2 separate regions of the Mus musculus genome follow, and region 2 is linked to region 1. Evidence: chromatin contacts called from public Micro-C data. All regions are on one chromosome and are shown on one strand. The core of a region is the stretch at or near the end of the contact, and the rest is flanking DNA. Distances in the headings are between cores, read along the strand shown.

What was found. Hi-C and Micro-C count contacts between places; a contact is called where the count stands out from the background.
Region 2: a contact with region 1 is called in a Micro-C map of trophoblast stem cells, with 5 times the contacts expected there. The contact joins two enhancer-like sites. A contact is called at or near these places in 8 of 39 promoter capture datasets (the 3T3-L1 cell line, the C10 cell line, the HPC-7 cell line and 4 more), 8 of 15 datasets of contacts at CTCF or cohesin (CD8 T cells, the G1E-ER4 cell line, embryonic stem cells and 5 more), 206 of 484 Hi-C or Micro-C datasets (the 3T3-L1 cell line, 3T3-L1-derived adipocytes, the 63-12 cell line and 103 more), 33 of 115 datasets of contacts at active chromatin or transcription factors (the 230-238 cell line, CD8 T cells, the HPC-7 cell line and 19 more) and 2 of 9 other capture datasets (embryonic stem cells and embryonic tail).

Annotation. Positions count from the first base shown.
Region 1 is chr2:38,591,081-38,594,517 of GRCm38.p6, reverse strand. All of the region lies in intron 6 of Psmb7 (proteasome (prosome, macropain) subunit, beta type 7), which reads left to right. Among named protein-coding and RNA genes, the nearest start is that of Psmb7, 51 kb to the left of the region's middle. Within about 2 kb of position 1,862, at least 34 of the 459 cell types and tissues checked have an H3K27ac peak or open chromatin away from gene starts, as enhancers often do. A contact at or near this core is called in extraembryonic ectoderm and trophoblast stem cells, where this site is marked.
Region 2 is chr2:38,437,265-38,440,701 of GRCm38.p6, reverse strand. No RefSeq gene overlaps it. Among named protein-coding and RNA genes, the nearest start is that of Gm25081, 41 kb to the left of the region's middle. Within about 2 kb of position 1,846, at least 9 of the 459 cell types and tissues checked have an H3K27ac peak or open chromatin away from gene starts, as enhancers often do. A contact at or near this core is called in extraembryonic ectoderm and trophoblast stem cells, where this site is marked.

The DNA of each region.
Region 1 (3,437 bases), core at 613-3,112:
ATGAAGTAGGAGTCTGTAGGAAGATGTGGTTCTATCATTTGTTTCCACACCTGCCAGATGACCTTGAACCCAAGACCCTCAGGTTTTTCTGTCACCAGGGTCATGGTGGTCTTCTGCATGAGTGTTTTGAGGCTGTTCTTATCCTGGAGGGCTATTTTTCTAGTAGCTGGGATGTACCCTGCTGGTCTAACACTAAATCTCCAAGTTCCCTCGAGATAAGCAGCGTAAATCCTCGAGCAGCTGGCTGGTTGGAGAAGGATGCCGGCGCAGTAGGGGGAGAACAGAGCACCTGGGGCAAGCCATCTGGGGTACAGGGTCTGCAGGGCTAGGTCAGAGATCCCCTAAGCAGCACCTGTCCCAGGCAGATGTTGCTCAGGACCCAGGTCACCTCAGATCTTCCAGAAGAGTGAGGTACACAGTGCTAGAAAGAAGGAATCCTAGAGGAAGAAACATGTTTCCTGAATATTCTGTGAGCCAAAGGTGATAAATGTGGTGTTTTCCCCACCTTTCTGAAATTTTCTTGACAGTTTTCTAAAATAATAGCAGCACATATTAAAAACAAGTTATTTGCGAAATTTTACTCTAGAGAAGAAAAAACATGACCATGCGTAGTAGTATAGGTGCATCTATCTGTACCTAGAAGTCTGTTTGTAAAGTACCGTGTTTAAAGACAGCAGTTTAGCTATGAAGCAGTTCCTCAGATAGGTTTCTGAAGATACTTCTTGAAAGTACTACGTAAGTGATGGGTAGACAGCAATCGTTTTCAACCTCCTTGTGTTTTGAGAGAGTTTGGTGGTGAGAAGAACATGAAGTAAGACCATCATCTTTTATTTTGTTTTGTGTAGCCCTGACTGTCCAGGAACTTACTCTGTAGACCAGGCTGGCCTTGAACTCAGAGATTTGCCCACCTCTGTCTCCTGAAGGTATGCCACTGATACTGGCATTCCTGACAGGACATTGTGGGAACATTATCTTGTGCAAAGTAGAGAGGCGAAAGGCCTTCATCAGGTAGTCTGAGGGTGTTAGGGAAAGCACAAGGCTCCCCTGCTCTCTAGTGACAGCCATAGGAGCTGCTTTTTGGCAAGCCAGACAGAAATTGGCACCTATCCTTAAACTTAACACAGCCGTGGCGTCCCCAAGTAGTGAAGAGCCCAGAGCCCAAGAAGGTTACTTAGCTGATACGGTTTGTGGCTACCACAAACCTGCTTTACTATTTACTGTTTGCTAGCTGTGTGGCCTTGGGGCTCCCTCTCGGCCATACATTCTGATTAGTATGAGCCTCCGTAGGTGTTTGGGGATTGTAATAAAACTGGATAGAGATTATCCATGTGCCTGATTCTGTATTTAACATGTTATGGTAGGTACTCAGTGTGAAGTTTTCCATTTCATAACTGGGGGGTGGGGGTGGGGTCAAGGGGGAGGAGTCCTTAAAGAATCATCTTCTCTTGAATTGGTGAAGCAGCATTAAATGTCTCCTCAATTTGTCAAAGCCTTTACACGTCTGTATACATGATGATTCTACAAGTGGATCAAATTATACATAATACATTTCAAATTCTTTGTACTTTTTGAAATGTGCTTTTGCTGGGATTTACTTCCATGTGCAAATGTTTACAAAGCAGAGGGAGAGTCACCTGCACTCTGCAGCACCTCCTGTCCAGGTGAATGAATACAGACTAGACAGGCATGTGTAACAACAGCTCATATATTTCCATGCTCTCAGCGTCATCCTCCCTTGGGAATTAAGATCTGTGGTGCTAAGTGCTGCCTGTTGGTTATTTTTTTCTGTCCCATGTGTCTTGCTCAGAGCACTAGCTAAAGGGACAAGAACAGACAAAGGCGGTAGTTAAGTGGAGAAAAGAGAAGGGGGAGAAGGTCGGAAGCCCCGAGCTGGGGAGCAAGCAGGGCACTCCCAGCGAGCGTGCACATGCACATCTAAGGTTGGTTAATAAACAGAGTTGGAATGAGGTTGCATTTGTTAAGCCGGTGATTGGGTTTTGCTTTCTGTGTGGGAGCAGTCTCCACTAGCATCTCCTGTATACCACCTTTCCTTGTTTCTGGTAAGGCTTTTGTGGGACTGTTCAGAAACAGTTCCTGATTAGATGATTCTGTGAGGTGAATTCTCAAGGCACTGTGCAGATGCACACGAGAATAACTTGCTTCACTGCTCTTACAAAGGTGTCTGGCTGCTGGTTTGGTAAAGATCCCTCCCACTCTTGCAGAGCTGTCTCTATCCTCCTCTGGGTCTGTAGAGGGCACTACTGTCACTAGTATTCAAACCTGGCTCAGATTTTTCGCACAACTTGAAGCCTTGAATCTGCTCATCAAGGCTCTTAGACCAAATTTGGGGCAGTTCGGGTGTGGGACTTGAAGTTGGGGGTGGTGTTCCTGAGATGCGTGTTTTGTTGGGCTCAAGTGTCTGTACCCTTGTGTTGTTGGGAAGCAGCGGCAGCACACAGCTAGGAAAGGCTGGCTCACACCTGCCCTTGTTTCATAAAAGATTGCAGCTTGGTGGACCTATGTTCTGCCTTGCTACCTGCTTTGCTCATTTCCTGGATGCCTTTGTTTACAGCCTGCCTTCAGCTCTCCTTGAAGCCTTGCTGAGGCGACCTTTATTGTCTTTCCTACTCAGCCTTTGACCTCTGACAAGCCTTGGAGCTGTCACATGGGCCTGAACTCTTAAAATCCCAAGAGGATAAAGTTCTGGGACCTCTGTCTTTGGTCCTAGTGTGTCTCCCCTGGCATATGGGAAATTTGGGGAGAAACAGCAAGTCACTTTGGTAAACTTGTAAGCTCATAGGTTGGGTGGAGACAAATTCTGTGAGGGCAAAGTGGTCTTGGGTTTGGCTCTGGCAGCATTTCCCCAGAAATATGATTGTATTTTGTTATCAGCTTGTCTCAGCCTCACAGTGCTGATTTTGTCCACTATGTTATCTAAGAAGATGGCTTCCATAGGGGTTTTACCTTACTCTTTGACTTTATAAACGCAGCTTTGTCTTCCCCCATTATTGGATGGGAAGATTCTATCCTGGAGTCAACAACATTAAGATATTTTGATCATTTAGCAAACTGAGTCCAGGAGTCAAATCCAACCTAACACCCGTTTTTGTTAATAAAGTATTTTTGGGCCTGATAATCACCCTGTTTATGCTTAGTTTGTAGCTGTTATATGTTAGGTGTTGGCATCAAATAGTTGTAACAGACAATAAGTGTACCCTGAAACCTAAAGTATTACTGCCCAGCAGTAAGACTTCAGCAGAACTTATTGAGTCTTTCTTTAAATGACAGATACTGGCAGCATATAATGGAAGACATTGTAGTGAAGAAAGGGCATGAAGGACTTTGAAAAGTCTAGGCCCCTGCTTACCACCTGAAGAGCTCCAGGCAAACCATTGGAGTCAGTTCTAGGGAATGGTGGTGATGGTTAGGTTTGGTTT
Region 2 (3,437 bases), core at 597-3,096, 150 kb after region 1:
AGCCACTCACTCCTTGTACCACCCCACAACTGCATGTAATCCTACCCCAGTTGCATGGTCTTGGACATTCAGAGTACACAGGAGGGAGACGGTTGATTGAAGTTGCATCTCCAGAGATGGAGCTTTTGTAAATAATCATCCATGCTTGGGCAGGGTTGAGACCCCCTGTGAGTAGCCCCCCTCCCCCAGGGCCCCTGTAAGTAATCCCAAAAAATTCATTGGTTCCACTAGCTGGACTTTAATGATATTGTTTCTTTGGTCTATTGGTGCTTATTTGGGGTAAACAGATATTTCTTTATGTCTCCCAAGGAAAAGTCATGCAACTAAATTAGAAGTTTTCAGTATTGAGGGATGTTGGAAAAAGGGGAGGCAGGGGGCACTTAGGGAAGACTCAGCATGGGACTGAGCAGACAAATGGAAACATTGGGGGTGGGGCACAAATCAGAGTCCCAGAGTACTCTGGCATTTAGTTTTGGTCTGGATGGCATCAGCATTCCTAGGGTCTGAACCTTAGATCTACATAAACGAAGACATATGGAGGATTCCAGCTTCTGGGGCTGAGGCGGATAGGCAAACAAGATTAAAGCAAGACTGCTCTTTATAATGTGAGACCCTAAGAGAGAAGAAAACCAAACCGAGACTCAAGTCCAAGGTCTTGGTTGGTGGATTATGACTCAGAAAGCCGAAGAATGGAACAGACGTCACACAGTGGAAGATAACAAAGAACTATCCGCAAACAAGGCACAGTTCCTCGGTGTTCCAACAACACACATTGCAGACGAAACCTGAAATATAAGTAATTAGGATTCCTGAAGGAATTGGGTGCTTATCTAGGTACAATTGCAGGTATCCTGAGGTCTACACAAGAACTGACAAATGTCCAGCAGACGTCTGACAGCTTACTCATTTTCCACCCATGGCAGACATAATCAATCAATCTTGAACTCTTAGAGAAACATTCCTTATAGCTGCAGCAAAATAATCAACGAAAAGAACTTAAGGAAGGGTGGGTCACCAGGGTTTAAATTTAAAGGCACAAGCCTTTAATCCCAGAACTTGGGAGGCAGAGGCAGGCAGATTTCTGAGTTCAAGGCCAGCCTGGTCTACAAAGTGAGTTCCAGGACAGCCAGGGCTATACAGAGAAACCCTGTCTCGAAAAAAACAAGAAAAACAACAACAACAACAACTGAGAATCAGAGATGTATAGAACCACAGGAGAAAGGCTTTGCCGAAATCCATGATGGCTCTTCAAATCAGGATACCACAAAACTGGGCCCTTCGGCATCTGGGCACAGTGAATTAAAAGATCCTGAAAAAGCCAGGTGGTGATGGCGCACACCTTTAGGCCTAGCACTCAAGAGGCAGAGGCAGGAAGATATCTGAGTTGGAGACCACCTTGGCCTACAGAGCAAGCTCCAGGAAAGCCAGGGGCTACATAAAGAAACTCCGTCTTCGAAAAAAAGAAAAAAAAAATGGAAAAAAAAATAACAACCAAAAAACATAAATAAATCTTATTGAAATTTTCCTGAAAAGTTTCTGAAGCAAATTCCCTCTGACCTTCTTCGGTCCTCCCATACTTTGTTCCTCTTCCTCCCTCAAAATGAGTCATAGAAACCAGAATTCCTCTCCTCAGGGTAGGCCATAGAAAAGAACACCTGCCCCACCCAAAGCCCTCACACCTAGAAAAAGCACTGTCCTTTCTCCCTGGAAGGCTCTCATTCTAGAGGGTTCCTGCCCCATTCCTAGGAGGAAAGAATGCTAAAGCCACGTAGGAATATTTGAGCAGAGGCCATGACAGGTTCCCTCCCAACGCTGTCTGTAAACATGCAATCCTGCTGTTCAACCTTGCTCATTTCTGTGTGGCTATCCATTGCTTACCACACCTGATCATAAAACCAGTTTTCTGAAGGCTCCCACGTCACAGGAAACTGTTTGTTTTTTTTTTTTTTTAAGTGTTCTTTTTCTCTTGCTAATTTATCTTCTTTTACAGGGCTGCCTGGTGTGAGAATAGGACCAGAGCCTCCAGTACTTTATTTCAAAATTTCAATTAACCCTATATCATTAGCTTTTATTATGTTAGGAATTCTACATAAAAATCAAGCCAGGCACGATGATATATCCCCGTATTCCTAAAATTTGAGGGGCAGAGAGGGGCAGGATGGTCTCTGTGAGTTCAAGGCCGGCCTGATCTACGTAATAAGTTCCAGGGCAGCCAGGCTACAGTTAAGACCCTGTCTCAGAAAAAAAACAAAAACAAGTCATCTTCACTGGTTGACAGCACAGCTCAGGGATGGGTGAAATATAATCTTTTGATCATTCTCATTGTTTTTGTGTTGCTTTAATTCTTTCTTTATGAAGTCATAGCAAGGGTATATTTGAAGAGACTGGTATGAATATTTCTGCGAGTTTTCTTTTTTTATGTTTATAGCAGCTTTATTTATTTATTTATTTTTAATTTTTTAAAAATATTTTTATTAGGTATTTTCCTCATTTACATTTCCAATGCTATCACAAAAGTCCCCCATACCCTCCCCTCCCCCAACTCCCCTATCCACCCACTCCCACTTTTTGGCCCTGGCATTCCCCTGTACTGAGGCATATAAAGTTTGCAAGTCCAATGGGCCTCTCTTTCCACTGATGGCCGACTAGGCCATCTTTTGATACATATGCAGCTAGAGTCAAGAGCTCCGGGGTACTGGTTCATAACGTTGTTCTACCTATAGGGTTGCAGATCCCTTTAGTTCCTTGGATACTTTCTCTAGCTCCTCCATTGGGGGCCCTGTGACCCATCCAATAGCTGACTGTGAGCATCCACTTCTGTGTTTGCTAGGCCCTGGCATAGTCTCACAAAAGAGAGCTATATCTGGGTCCTTTCAGCAAAATCTTGCTAGTGTGTGCAATGGTGTCAGCGTTTGGAAGCTGATTATGGGATGGATCCCCGGACATGGCAGTCTCTAGATGGTCCATCCTTTCGTCTCAGCTCCAAACTTTGTCTCTGTATCTGCAAGTTTTCTTAAGATGTAAGAAACAAGAGATGTGTTGTTTAAGAACCTGACCTCATCTAATCTCCTTTGAGGACACTATGCCATTTACCCCCTCTCTTCAGCTTGATGGTAGAGAGCTCCATGCATCCGCCCTAAGCTACAAGTACAAGTTAGGGGATAGGACAAGCTGGGCAGCAAAGCCTAGAAAACAACTACTCGTGACAGATGAGGGAGGCAAAGGCCTTTCCTGAAGACATTTAGGCATTTGTGCCTCCTTGTCTCTTCTGTGTCCCTATGGGGTGGTTTCTAAACAGTGGCCAAAGGACTTCCAGTCTCTCATTTGATTTCATTCTGCAAGAAAGGAAAGGGAAAGGAGGGAGTGGGCAGGAAATTTTGTTTAGGGCAAATGAAGTGAATGTTAGCCCCTCTGGATCCATGCTGAATTGGCTCTGC